4 separate regions of the Mus musculus genome follow, and all the other regions are linked to region 4. The links are chromatin contacts, called in public Hi-C and promoter capture Hi-C maps. All regions are on one chromosome and are shown on one strand. The core of a region is the stretch at or near the end of the contact, and the rest is flanking DNA. Distances in the headings are between cores, read along the strand shown.

The links. Promoter capture Hi-C pulls out the DNA fragments that hold promoters and counts their contacts. A called contact is a pair of places that touch in the nucleus more often than the background predicts.
Region 1: a promoter capture Hi-C map of liver shows a contact between it and region 4, with 2.0 times the contacts expected there. The contact joins the promoter of Tmbim1 here to the promoter of Cyp27a1 in region 4. A contact is called at or near these places in 2 of 39 promoter capture datasets (cranial neural crest and liver) and 3 of 115 datasets of contacts at active chromatin or transcription factors (bone marrow-derived macrophages, extraembryonic endoderm stem cells and pancreatic cancer cells).
Region 2: a contact with region 4 is called in a Hi-C map of bone marrow-derived macrophages, with 20 read pairs. The contact joins the promoter of Abcb6 here to the promoter of Cyp27a1 in region 4. A contact is called at or near these places in 4 of 39 promoter capture datasets (the C10 cell line, cranial neural crest, embryonic stem cells and 1 more) and 1 of 484 Hi-C or Micro-C datasets (bone marrow-derived macrophages).
Region 3: a promoter capture Hi-C map of liver shows a contact between it and region 4, with 2.9 times the contacts expected there. The contact joins the promoter of Arpc2 here to the promoter of Cyp27a1 in region 4. A contact is called at or near these places in 2 of 39 promoter capture datasets (both in liver) and 1 of 115 datasets of contacts at active chromatin or transcription factors (pancreatic cancer cells).

The regions. Positions count from the first base shown.
Region 1 is chr1:74,302,196-74,305,701 of GRCm38.p6, forward strand. It overlaps Tmbim1 (transmembrane BAX inhibitor motif containing 1), which reads right to left and starts at 2,141. Exons shown (of 12, transcript NM_027154.5): 1 at 1,928-2,141. All of the region lies in intron 2 of Pnkd (paroxysmal nonkinesiogenic dyskinesia), which reads left to right.
Region 2 is chr1:75,178,386-75,181,843 of GRCm38.p6, forward strand. It overlaps Abcb6 (ATP-binding cassette, sub-family B (MDR/TAP), member 6), which reads right to left and starts at 2,007. Exons shown (of 19, transcript NM_023732.3): 1 at 1,185-2,007; 2 at 546-683. The coding sequence starts at 1,733. It overlaps Atg9a (autophagy related 9A), which reads right to left. Exons shown (of 16, transcript NM_001288612.1): 16 at 2,476-3,458.
Region 3 is chr1:74,234,385-74,237,852 of GRCm38.p6, forward strand. Arpc2 (actin related protein 2/3 complex, subunit 2) reads left to right here and starts at 2,133. Exons shown (of 10, transcript NM_029711.2): 1 at 2,133-2,515. The coding sequence starts at 2,442.
Region 4 is chr1:74,712,137-74,715,467 of GRCm38.p6, forward strand. Cyp27a1 (cytochrome P450, family 27, subfamily a, polypeptide 1) reads left to right here and starts at 1,399. Exons shown (of 9, transcript NM_024264.5): 1 at 1,399-1,755. The coding sequence starts at 1,495.

The DNA of each region.
Region 1 (3,506 bases), core at 891-3,390, 410 kb before region 4:
TCAAAACAAGTCCTGTTTTGGCCTAGACTCCCAAAATCTTAGTTAGGTTAAGGCTAGAAGATTCTATCAAGGTCAGCTCTTGTTCAGCATTGCCAAGAGAACTGAAGGCCCTCTGAAGATTTGTACCTCGCTTCGACGCTGGCTTGTTGAGATACGGTCTCACTCTGCAGCCCAGGTTGGCTCCAGGTCTGCAGCCTGGCCTGCAATCCTCCTTTTGCCTTTCTTCTGAGAAGGATGAGGTGCCGTGCCCCAGTGTTGTTACTGTTTTGTGAGGCAGGCACTTGCCCTATAACTCAGGCCACTCCACCACACACTCAGTCCCTCAGTCCCGGTGCTTTTACTCTGTCTTAAGGGCCCATGGTGAGAGGTCTTGGGTTGGGAGGTGCTCTGCTATAGATGGCTTCTATCTGAGGATCCCCCATTCTTACCGAGGAAGCTGAGCCTAAGTGCCTATTACCCTAGCCCATGAGCTTCTCCAACTACTTGCCAACTAATATTTTATTACCTCTTTGATCTGCCCAGTTTTACATGAGCAGCCCTGAAGTCAGACAGGAAATCAGGACCCTTGAAGCAATGGTCTCACCTCCCTTGAAACTATAAAGCAAGACCAGGGCCCCATGACTGGAGAGGTAAGAACAGGCAAGTGAAGAGGAGAGGGAGTATGGTGGCCTGTTTAAGGCAGACAAAGCAGCACAAAGAAGCACCTGGCTTGCCCAGCCACCACTGGCCAGGCCAAAGACACCAGCTTTGAAACCAAAGCTCACCACTGAGATAAATATTTCAGAGTCTCAGAGAACCAGACACCTGCCAGACCTTCCATGACAGCTCTCCCCACTTATCCGGTGTTTAGGTTGACCCTCAGCCCCATGGGTACCACCACCCATAGGCCACAGTGGAGTGAGTGACTGGGGAAGGATGCCCCGGGGAACAAGACCTGGTGAAGACAGTCCAGGCTCTGCCTTGGCAGAGAGCCTTCCATTCCTTCCTCCTTTTCTGGTTCCCTCCTGGCCCTCCCAAACCTGCTTTCCCTTTTCCCATTTCCCTGTTTCTTTTTTTTTTTTTTTTTTTTTTTTATTTTTTATTCTGACCTAAAGAGGTCACCAGGGCCAGGCAAGACAGCTTTCACCTGTAATACTCCCAGCACTTAAGGATCTGAGGCAACAAGTTCAAGGCTTGACTGGGCTACTGAGTGAAACTGTCTCAAATAAATAAATAAATAAATAAATAAATAAATAAATAAACCAACCAACCAACCAACCAACCAACCAACCAACCACAGTTCATCAGCTTGACTGTACTTTCTGGTAGGCTTCTGAATTACAGAGCAAAGGAACAGGAGCAGGCCAGGTTAGGAGTAGGAATGGCTTCTTCTTTAGACCTTAGGTTGGCCCGCTGGCTTCTCTGAGCTAGGGCTCCCTCCTCCCACCCCCCACCTTAGACAGATTCTCATCACCAGTTTTTACGCAGCCTGGTGACGCCAGGGCAAGCTCGAACAGCCCCGGGTGGGTTCCAAGCCTCTGGCTGGCTCCCTCCCTCCCTCTCCCCACCAGCTGAGGACCATGACCGCCTCCATTCTCACTTGCTGCACGGCCACTCTGGGGCCCCGGAGTGGGGGACACGTCCTCAGACAAACAAGCCACTCAGCCACTGAGAGGAGCACCCTACAAGAAGCGGGTCAGCTCGCGGGTGCGCACCGAATGCGGTTGCGCCACAAGCCCGGGCCATATGTCCTGCCCGGGCGCACATGGAAAGTGAAGACCGGAACAGGCAGAACGAAAGGACCCTAGCCTGGCTCCGGAGCACGACCGGAGTCGGCCCGCGCGTGCCAGAAAAGTTCGGGCGCCTGGGCGCAGCGCCGCCCCAGGCCACTTCCATTCCCCGCCGGTCTCGGGTCCCCACCTCCAACGGCCGCAGCCCCCTCACTTGCCTGCGCTGTTCCGGACCGTGAGATCCGCCTGGGCCTCCGGGCGCTGGCGAGGACTGGGCTGGGCCGGGCTGGACTGGGGCTCCGTGCCCCGCCCCGTCTCTCTCCGCCGCCAGTGGGGAGGAGCCGCCCGGCACCCCGAGACCTCCAGGGAGCGCTGGGGTCCCCTCCAGACCTCAACCACGACCCAGGTGTGAGTGGTTCACATTTACTGGAAGCAACGCCGGTTCGCAGCGAAAACCCAAACTCACTGGGAAAAAAATAACTTCTTTCCATGAATTCCAGACTCCACCCCAGTAAGAAGTGCTATTTATGCGTCATCAGTGCCTACATATCAGCGATTTGCGCTAGGGGCTTTAGAGCTAATCCTGTTGTCTTAAAAGTTGTTATTGGGTTTGTTTTTTTGTTTGTTTGTATTCTGGGTAAAAGAGCGATGTCGCTATGTACCTCAGGCTGGTCTCCAGCACTTGTCACCCGGCCTCAGCCCAAGTGTTGCAATTACTGACCCTGGTTTCACATAGTCAGATTTCACTGATTTTTTTTCCCTCTTTTTCTTTTTTGTCACTAACTGATCTTCAGCACTTTCGGTCTAGGGGCGTAGGTCAGTGGTAGATCTCTGGCTTTCCATGTGAGAGACCCAGCTGGGTTTCATCCCCATGCCAGGAAAACCAAACAACAAAAGAATAGTTTCAATGATGCACAATATTGTATCACATGGCTATGCTATGTTTATATCAATTCATTCTTAAAACTTCTTATTTCGTGAAAAAAAAATTTAAGTCACAAAAAAAAGAAAGAAAAAAAAAGAAAAGAAAAATTTAAGTCACAAAAAAGTCTGTGGTGACTAAGAATTCTGTGCTTGTAAGCTAACCGCCCTTTTCAAATGTAAAACTTCAAACACAGGCATGAGACTCCGAAGCTATGCTTGGAATCAGTCATGTGTCACTTAATGACAGGGATGTGCTAGGTTAGGAAATTTCTGTTTTGCAAACCTCATGGTGTGTTTACACTAACAGCTCACTATGTGTGACTGGGAAGTAAAAATAATCTTATAGCAGTTGGCAGTATGCTGGCTTAGGGTGCGAGCAGTCCTGGGTTCCATCTCCAGCACTGCATAAACAGTGGAAGTGGCATGTGCCCGTAATGCCAGATATTTTGGGAATGTTAATAATAAAATAACTTACCTCAAAGAGGTTAAGAGGAGCCAAATATGTGGCCATGGTCAGAGAAAACCAATATAGGTTATCCAAAAGTCTGTGTTCCAACATGGGAATCGTTTGGTGAAGTTTTGAGGAGGTTGGAAAGTCATCTTAATTAGGGTTTTATTGCTGTAAACAAACACCATGACCAAGGCAGCTCTTATAAGGACAGCATTTAATTGGAGCTGACTTACAGGTTCAGAGGTTCAGGCAATTATCATCAAGGCGGCATCCAGGCAGGCGTGGTGCAGGAGGAGCTGAGAGTTCTAAGTCTTCATCTGAAAGTCACTAGAAGACTGGCTTCCAGGCAGCTAGGATGAAGGTCCTAAAGCCCATGCCCACAGTGACACACTTCCTCCAACAATGCCACACCTACTCTAACA
Region 2 (3,458 bases), core at 757-3,256, 470 kb after region 4:
ACGCGTGGTTCTTCCATTACCACGACTATGATGCCTAATAGCCTTTCAAGTTCATTGTTCCCAGTCCCTACTCAAAAGCTCCCTTCCTCCCAGGTACCCAGTCACATATAACCAGGGACACCCTCTCCCCCATGCCTCTCTCTGCTTTCCCCGAGAGACTGCTTTAGTAGTTTGAAATAAATCTCCTTTTCACCTATGGAGTGGCTATTTCAGTTTCTTTGCTGCACCCATTTCATTCAGAGATGATGACACGGAACAAAATTATAATAAATCCCAGCATTCAGAGGGGCTTGGGAAGTAGCTCGGTGGTGGACACATGTTTAATGTTCACAAAGTACTGGGTTCTGCACAAAGCTACTGCACAAAAGATACTCTTGACTGAGAAAACTAGGGATACCTGGTTCTGTTGTTTTGTTTTTGAGAGAGGCTTTCTCTGTGTAACAGCCTCAGCTGTCCTGAAACTCACTTTGTATACCAGGCTGGCTTTGACCTCAACAGAGATCTGCCTGCCTCTGGGGTTAAAGGAGTGTATACACTTGGCATACCTGGTTCCCTCCTACATCTTGGTCTTCTTCATGAACGTGTAGAGTATAAGACTGGGGGCGAAGTCCTGGGGCCCAGAGCCCCAAGATAAATAGCCCTCCAGAGGTCACATAACGCAGGACCCACAGGCCAAATTGAACCTAGAATGAAAGAGAGAAGGGGCTGGAGAGATGGCTCAGCGGTCAAGAGCACTGACTGCTCTTCCAGAGGTCCTAAGTTCAATTCCCACAACCATTTGTAATGCCATCTGATGACCTCTTCTGTTGTGTCTGAAAACAGCTACTGTGTAGTCATATACATAAAATAAATAAACCTTGAAAAAAAGAAAGAAAAACCAGAAAAATAAAACAATGACAGAACAGGTGTGAACCACTACCCAAACCTATTGTATTACTTCTTACAACACTCAGATGCTTACCAGGAGCCTAGCAACAGGTTTTTTTTTTTTTAATTAAAAAAAAAAAACCCACAATGACTCAGCACAGACACACCCCATCCAATGCTGGGTAACCCCACCAGCTGGCTATCAGCTTCCAGCCACCGCCAGACACTCCATTCTTTTTTCTAAAGCATGGAGCCAGTTGGTCCTGACACAGTACTTGTCAAATATCAGTGTATCTCCTTCCCATAAGGCTCCTTACCTGCTGGCCCAGATCTGCTCTGGCCCACCACCACTGCGGGCTGTTCCAAGATACTAGGGCCAAGTTCTCGGCTGCAAATGTCACAGTCCAGAGGAGCAGGAGACCCAAGCTATGCCTGAACTTCATCCAGACGCCCATTGCCAGACTCTGCCGTGCCTGGCTCCGTTCCACCACGAGCAGCCACAAGCCACAGACGCTGGCCAGACTCTCCAGCACAGAAGCCAGCAGTAGGTAGCCTGGCAGACGGACCCCCCGAGCAGTGCCCACTCGGCCAGCCAGACCAGCCAGGGGCAGTGCCATCTGAAGTGTGGCCAGAAACAGCTGCAGCACATATGGGGCCACCCGAGGGCCAGCCGCCCAAGACAGCTCTTCTGGGCCAGCAGGCACCTCCCGACGCCTGCGGGGAAGAACCAGCACCAAGGCCAGTACCCCCAGAGTCAGGAGTGTCGAGGGCACTAGCGTGAAGAAGAAGCAGGGACTCAAGCCATTCTGAGTCCAAGCGGGCCCCGCCGGCCCTTCGGTCTCGCAGTAGTTGCCCACAGTCACCATGGCGATGTGTGGCTGCTGGCTGAACTTGAGGTCACTGCACAAAGAGTCGGGCTGACCCTTCAGAGAGGGCCGCAGATGCCAGGGTGTCCTGGGACATGGAGCTACGCCGCTTGGGTCGCGGGAAGGGACGCACGTGGACCTGCTACACTGCCCACTCTCTTCACGCACGCGCCGCTACCACGCATACTCACGCAAGCCACGTACGCCGTGCTTGCCGGTTCCCACTCGCTAGCAGCTGGGACCCTAAGGCTCGGAGCCGCCGCACAAAAATGTTGGGTCCTTTACGGCAGCGGCCCCGCCCACCAGATCTATCCAGGGTTCCCATTGGCCAAGGGTAAGGAACACAAATAGGGCTGAGAACCGACTGGGTCACATGTCCAAGGCGGGAACTCTAACCTGAATCTGACTGGAGACTTTGACCTCCACAGAGTAGTGCGTCCGAATTTGCACTCCCCACCCTCCACCCCCGCCCTTTATAAAGGCATTACACCGAGGCCTCCCTGGTCTCTAACCTGCTTCAGTTCCCTCTATTATAGTGCTAAAGAACGAACTCAGGGCTTCACACATTATCAAGCTACTGAAGCACACTAGAAACAGCTCTTCTCTGAGTCCTAGTTCTGTTCCCGTGGTCCTGCAGGCGTACTTGTTTCCCAAGCCTCCCGGCCAGGACTCTTTTACAGTCCTAAGACCCCCCCCCCCCCCCCCAAACTGCTGCGTGGGGGAAAAAAAAAGATGCCACAACCAGATCAAAGTCCCTTCTTTATTAAGGGTTATCAAGCTGTACAGGGCTCCCACCCTGTCTGCTGTGGCCTGCGACAGTAGAGTCCGCCACCTTCAGCTTAAGTTTACCTCCCACAGCTGAGCTGAGCAGAACTGGGGAAGGGAGTGCAGGAAGGGTAGGAGCTGGATCCCAGCATGCAATGTCGAAGCCCTAGGCTAGGGTGAGTCCATTATCCCTCCATTCTCCTCTTGGTAAGTGAGGGATACTGGGCAGAGCTGGGATGTATATATAACTGAGGTCACACTTCTGCCCTGCCAGCCCCTCTGTGCAGGTGGTAGGACTACATAGAAGCAGCCAGGAAGGCCTCACACTCCCAAGTGCTCGTCCTAAAAGTTGAAGAGGGTAATAAAGAATTTTCATCCTGTTCCTGCAACTTAGTAACCTTCCATCTTAGTGTCAAAAGATAGTGAGGGGAGCTGGGAGCTAGGGCTCTCACCCCAACAAAAAGCCAAAGCCAAACAGAAGGGGGGCAGGTGAACAGAAGGGGGGGTGGTCAAGCAGCACACATGCCAGTGATGTGCAGGGGGGAGGGAGGCTGCAGCGCAGGTTGAGGTGAGGACTGGAGGTAAGGGCCACAGCCTGAGCTGCTCAGCTATTCCAGGTTCTGGAGGGTGGGGAGGCTAGGCTGCAGGGATTGAGGGTTCAGGCCCTGCCTCCCCACTCCACAGTTGGCACAGGTTCTTCTGCTTGGCAGCACTTCTGTGGCAGGAAGCCCTCTGGAGACTTGCAGGGGTGGATGCAAAGATGGCAGTACTGGGACTGGGCTGGGGACCAGTTTCTAGCACCACACTCTGAGCCAAGGGAGTCCTGGAGACGAAGCTAGACTCTTGTGTGCCCCTAGTCCTCATATTCTTCCTGGACTATGGTAAGCCCAGCATTGGCACCTCCCTTGGCCAGGCAGGAACACACAAAACACCACACGTGGGGCCAGGCGACACTCAGAG
Region 3 (3,468 bases), core at 883-3,382, 480 kb before region 4:
ACCATGATCCTCCTGGTCAGCTTCTGAAGACTGAGGCATAGGCACCATGTCCTGCTTTAAAGACTTTTATTCCTTCTAAACAATTGTGCTGTGGAATGGGATGTTTGGGGTAAGGTGATACAGGCAATGTTTGTAGGTGTTCTGACCAAATCGGGTCCATATTTGCTCATTTCGCAGTATATCAGTCATTGAATGGCCTTATTTGCTAAAATCTGTTCCTTGGGCAACCCAGTGTGGAGTCCAGAAGAGGGATCTCAGGGATATTTATGGAATAAGGAAGGAAGTAGTCTAAGGATTGGGCTAAGGTGACTCAAGCAAGAAAAAGCAAGTAAGAACCGGTAGGCTGTGCTTTCCAAAGCAAACTTTACTTCTCTTCAGATTGTGCATGCTCAGAAAAGGGCAGCACAAATACCTTCTAAGGGTGGAGTCTTGTCCCTCTGTAGGTGACAGGTCAGCTGTCAGAAACCTGCCTAAACCTGAGGGGCCTATGGCCTCAGTGTGAGAAAGACGATGCTGTTGTCAACTTCTTGAAAAAAAAATAATAACTCAGGCAAAGATTAGACACGTCGTAGGTGTCATCTTTAGCAAAGCTAGTGGGACTCTATTGCTTAGCATACACATTTGTGCTTTGGGGTTTGAGAGATGGCTCAGCAGGTAAAGTACTTGCTAGGCAAGGCTGATGACCTGACTTTCATCCCAGGATTCCACAGTGGAAGAAGATAACCAATGTCCAAAAGCTGTCCTCCAGCCTCCACTCAACAACCACGATGCACATGTACTCTCCCTATAATAATAAATCTTAGAATTCCATATTTGTTCATTTGCTTTGAGACAAGAGACAAGGTCTCACCATGCAGTTCTGGCTTGCTTGGAACTTGCTGTGTAGAACAGACTGGCCTGGAACACACAGAAATCTGCCTGTCTCCACCTCCCGAGTGCTAGGATTAAAAGTATGCCTCACCACAAGCAGCAAAAAAGATTTTTTTAGAGACAACTGAAATGAAGTAAGAAAGGCATATTGGTGTGAACTGAGAATCCCAGAACTTGGAGACACCAATACATGTTCAAGGCTAGCCAGAGCTACAGAGCAAGTCCCTCTTTCAAAAATCTGGACAAACAGGGCCAGGGCGTGGCTCAGCAAGTTGTGCCTGTTGTTAAGCCCGATGACCTGAGTTCAATTCTCAGGATCCATGTGTTGGAGAGAGAAGGGAACTGACTACCAAAAGGTGTCCTCTGATCAATATCAAACAAAATTTTTTTTTTTATTGCATGGAGAAGAGGCTTAATTAAAATTGTTCCTGGAAGAGAAAAAAGTGGAAACATGGTACCCAAGCTGAAAGGACAGGTGGCGGTGGCGGCACTTAAGCAAAGAAATAAAGGTATGACAGGAATCCCTAAGGCCCATCTGGATTCCTTTCCTTTATTGCCCAATAACAACGTGGAATTTATTGCGTTTTTGTTGTTGTTGGTTTTTTGTTTTTGTTTTTTTTTTTTTTTTGGTTTTGGTTTTTCGAGACAGGGTTTCTCTGTATAGCCCTGGCTGTCCTGGAACTCACTTTGTAGACCAGGCTTGCCTCTGCCTCCTGAGTGCTGGGATTAAAGGCGTGCGCCACCACGCCGGGCTTTTATTGCGTTTCTTTTAGCAGACCATAAGCTTTAGAAGGTCAAGTCCTCATCTATTGCATTAATCACTGTATCCCTGGGAAGGAGAGATGGCCACTAAACAGTCGCTGGCGAAGAATAGGCACAACGGTGCTGCAGGGTAGCCCTAAGCACGGAATGAGCAAAAAGCACCCACAAGTTGGAAGCAAGGGATCCCCCCCACCCCAAACAAGCTTCTTAAGGGGGCTTCTGAAATAATATCGGAAGGGTGGAATCAGGCTTCTGGAATATTCGCGAAAGGGGCAGGTGGATTGTACGGACAACGGGGAATGACAGGTGAGCGTAGGACTCTCCTGGTCAGGAGGAGCGGGGCGGCGTGTGGCGCATGCGCACGCATGCCCTCTGCCTGCCTCCTCACCGGGACGCGCTTGCGGGCGAGTGCACGCGCGAGGTCGAAGCGGAAATGGCGCCGCGGGGCCGCGCGTGCGGGCGGCGAGCGGAAGTGGGTGTGAGAGCGGAAGTGGCCGGCTGGAGCCGGGGGCTGGGCGGGGACCGGGATCGTCAAGTAAGGCGGCGGCGGAGGCGGCGGCGGCTCGGCAGGCGGGTTGAAGCTTCGGGGGCCAGGTCGGTCGGGTGGTGGCTGCCTGCTACAGGCAGCGCGTGCCGGGCCAGCGCGTGTGTCCGCCTCTCCCCACCCCGCTCCCCGTCCCCTTCTCCCCTCACCTACCGCACCCAGCCCCCCTCGTCAGGGGCAGCGGGGCCGCTCCCTCCGTCCTACCCTCGATTGCCCACCCTCACCGCCCTTGTTTCTCCTTCCCCTGCCCGGGGCAGCCGCCGCCATGATCCTGCTGGAGGTGAACAACCGCATCATCGAGGAGACGCTCGCGCTCAAGTTCGAGAACGCGGCCGCCGGGTAAGCGCACGCCGGGAGGAGGCCGAGTTGACCCCAGCTAAATCCCGGGTGGCGTCCAGCTCCCCAGCCCTAGAGGGGGACAAATCGGGAACCTGGCGCGGCTTCAGGGTTTCCCTGGCAGGATGGACGTGGGAAGCCACGGGGCGCGGTGAGCCGAGGGCCTGAGATGCGTGGGGAGAGGCTGAGATAGGGATGCGGAAGCAGCGAGAGGACAGGGGCAAGGCGTGCCAGAGAACAGGAGACCTGTAGGACGTGAGGGCAGCCGAGGCCAGAAGTCACGCCCGAGAGCCTACGGTCCTCAGGGGGGAAGAGAGGGGTGCACTTCCCTCTGTCTTTTCCGTCATTGTACCGAACCCAGAGAGACCCTTTTGGGGAAGCTGGATTGAATGGAGTTTTCAGGAATTCCCAGGGCGAGGTGGGAAGAACGTGTAGGCCCAGATCGCCACCAGCATTCTGCTTCCCCACCCCCATCTCTCGAGACCCCAGGAAAAGCAGGAGGCAAGACTGAAAGCAGACCCAGGCTGCTAGGGGGGTAAAAAAAATCTCTAACCTACTGTGAAACTAGCCATTTTGTTATATATCCTTTAGGCAAAGCCAACGGTTCTCCATCCACACTCTCTTTAGCTCTCGAGACAAGCTTGCTCTATTTACTTATTGGTTGTGTGTCTTAAATTCTTATCAAAGACCCCGGTCTTTGATTTCTTCTGTAGTAATGCCGACTGGGTTAATAGCTGCTTCTGCTCCCAGAATCTATAAAGTTCTTAAGATAACCATTTATAACATCAGCATCTTAATATATGGGACGTATTTCCAGCCCTCTCTGTCATACACAAAAAAGCAAACTCCTCCCTTAAAGCCGCGTTGCCTCTCTAATATATTTAAAACCTGAGCAGAGGAATTGGGTTTTAGGTTCTAATTTATGGTGGCCTGTGGCCATTCCTTTGCCTCATTTC
Region 4 (3,331 bases), core at 149-2,648:
CTGCAGCTGTCTTCAGACGCACCAGAAGAGGGCATCAGATCTCATTATGGGTGGCTGTGAGCCACCATGTGGTTGCTGGGACCTTCGGAAGAGCAGTTGGGTGCTCTCACCCACTGAGTCATCTCACCAGCCCGGTGGTACACACTTTTAATTCCAGCACTTAGAGACAGAAGCAGGCAGGTCTCTTGAGTTCCAGCCTGGTCTACAGAACAAGGTCCAGGACAGTTGGAGCTACACAGAGAAACCCTGTCTCAAACCAACCAAACAACCCAACAACAACAAAAGAAAACGAAACTTCCAATATACATAAAACAGTTCATGAAACAACACTTGGTTATTTTTCCCCCTTTGGGGCAAATTTTCTGTCCCATTTTATTCTTTTTGCTTTATTGGAATAGTCTGAAGCCAGGCCATGTAGGTAGGCAGTCCTTTTTAAAAATACAAATTTAAAAACTTATGGTATGTGTATGGGTGTGTTTCCTGCATATTGTCTGTGTGCCACTTGCATGCTTGGTGCACACAGAGGGGTTTCGGAGGCTGTGAACTTCCCCTCTGGAAGAGCAGCCATCTCTTCAGCCCTTCCTCTTTTTAAAAAATTGTTGTTATTAGTTTAGTTTTTTTGTTTTTTGTTTTTTGTTTTTTGTTTTTTGAGACAGAGTTTGATTATCTACCTCTAGCTGACCTGGAACTTGCTATGTAGACCAGGCTGACCTGGGACTCACAGAGTTCACTTGCCTCTGCCTCACAAATGCTGAAATTAGAGGCTTGCGCAACCATAACTGGTTCAAAATCCTTAATGCCTGCACTCTGGAGGTTGGGGCAGGAAGGTGGAGGATTGAGCCCAGCCTGGCCTACACGTCTTCAAACAAAACAAAACGGGAAAAAGAAAACAAAATCAAATCCCCAAATCTGTTCTCAAAAGCAGAAATGATACTCTTAAAAAAAAAAAATCCCTAATACCGCAATTTGTTTTGTTTTTCCTCCTCTCTGGGCCTCACGTGACTGCTGTCCCAGGTCCACAATCAGCTTCAGCCTCTGGGGAACAGCAGCGCGTTCCCGGGCCATCTGGAAAGTGAGGGACACCAGAGATGGCGCTCTGCAGGTCAAGCAAAGGCAAGCCTAGCTGGGTGGGGCCTGAGGGACTTGGAAGTTGACTGCTGTGCTCCATCTCACGACTGAGAGCCAGCGAAGTTCTTGAGAGTCCGTGGATGAGGAGGCTGCTAACTCCAGAGAGCTCCCTAGTTCATCTTGTCCACCTCTGCCTGCCTTCTTAGTAGAGGTCTTGCAGCTGGAGAAGGCGGCGTTTGTGTGTTCAGGACAGATCCTGATTGGAAGGGGTTATGAAAGGATCTGGCTAGTCCTCTATTGGCCCGCCCCGGGACCACCTCTGCCTTTAAAGTCGCCAGGTCGCAAAGCCCGAGTTCTGTCTGCCTCCTTGCCTGGATAGGGCTCATAGTCTCTGGATCTAAACTCTTGGCTTCTCGGGCACGATCCATGGCTGCGTGGAGCCGCACGAGGCTGAGATGGACGCTCCTGGACCCGCGTGTGGTGGGCCGTGGCCTCTGCCCACAAGGGGCCAGAGCCAAGGCCACGATCCCTGCAGCCCTCCAGGCACAGGAGAGTACGGAGGGTCCAGGAACAGGTCAAGACCGGCCGCGCCTGCGGAGTCCGGCGGAGCTTCCGGGGACCGGAACGCTACAATTTTTATTCCAGCTATTTCTACAAGGCTATGTGCTGCACTTGCCCGACCTCCAGGTAACCATCGGACAGAGGCATCGCCACCTGGGTCTGGGCACTGGGACAGAAAAAGAAGCTGGCTATGGGAGAGAAGAGGGATAAACAGTAAATAGAACTTAGCTCGCCACTGTCTGAGGCTCGAGCCATAAACTGGAAGGGCATGCAGGGTGCAGAGAGAATCCTTTGAGCTAAAACAGGCGATGGGTGTCACCGATCAAGAGATCATCATCAATGTGGTGGGCACAAGTTGGGAAAGGAAGAGGTTGCGTTGGGAGAGAATGACTCATGCTAGTGTATACAGTGCCCGGTGTTGGGGGAACCCTGTTACTTCAGAGATGCCATTCCCCTCCTGCTTCTTCCAAAGGAGTTAACTTTGGAAGCTACTTTGCAATCTGTAGGACACATTTGTCCACAGAAGAAAAAAACAAAAAACAAAAAAAGATTGCTTCTCAGGGAGTGAAAGAAAACACATTAGGGAGCAGGCAAAGGAATTTCTGATGTAATTGCACCTCGACACCCTGCCAGACGGAGAGGAGGGTGAGGATGGGGACAGAGAAAGAGAAATCCAGCAGCCAGGAAAGTTTGTCTGTGTAGCTATCCCTGTCAGACTCAGGAGGTACTGAGAGATGATTTAAAATAACAAAGCAAAACAAACCATTCCCTGGGACTGGAGAGAGGGCTCCATGGTTAGGAGGACATCTCTCTTTTCCAGAGGACCTGAGTCAGTCAGCACCCTTGTCAGTCAGTTTACAACCACCCAGGGGAATCTGATGTCTCTGCCCTTCCAGGACCATGCACTCATGAGCACATACCTGCTGACACACACGTGCATAGTTAAAAAGAATACAAATTGTAAGCAAGCAAGCAAGCAAGCAAGCAAGCAAGCAAGCAAGCAAGCAAGCAAGCAGGAAGCCTGGCATGGTGGCGCAACACTTACCTTTAATCCCAGAAATCAGGAGGGAGAGGCATTAGAATCTGTATAAATTACAGGCTAGCCCATGCTACATAGGCTAGCCAGTGCTACATAGTGAGAACAGAAGGGAGGGGGGAGGGAGGAAGGGAGGGAGAGAGGGTAGAGGGAGAGAGGGAGAGAGACGACAGAGATAGAGAGACACACACAAAGAGAGAGGGAATATGAGCTATTTCCTGCAGACCTGATAATCTCTAGGCCAAGAAACAAAGGAGTTGAAAGGTCCTCTAAGTTCTCTAGCTTGATTTCAACCTCTAGAAATTGAGAGGCCTGGGGAATGCCTGATGCCTAGGGTCTAGGGACTGAAGCTTCCTCAGGGGGATTTGCTCAAGATGTAATTCTAGATAGCTTTGTAAGGAGAATGGGGAAGTAAACCCGTGAATATATAGAGTTTTGGCTGTTTGCTAAGACAATGTTTTCCTATATAGTCTAGATTGGCTTTAACTCTTTCCTCCTGCCTCAGCCTCCTGAGTGCTGGGATTCTGTATATAAAGACCATCATGGCCCAGAAGTAGATTTTTTTTTTAATGATTTATTTTATTTCTGTGTGTGTGTGTGTGTGTGTGTGTGTGTGTGTGTGTGTGTGTGTGTGTTTGAGTGTTCGTGTCTGTTTGTATGAAGAGA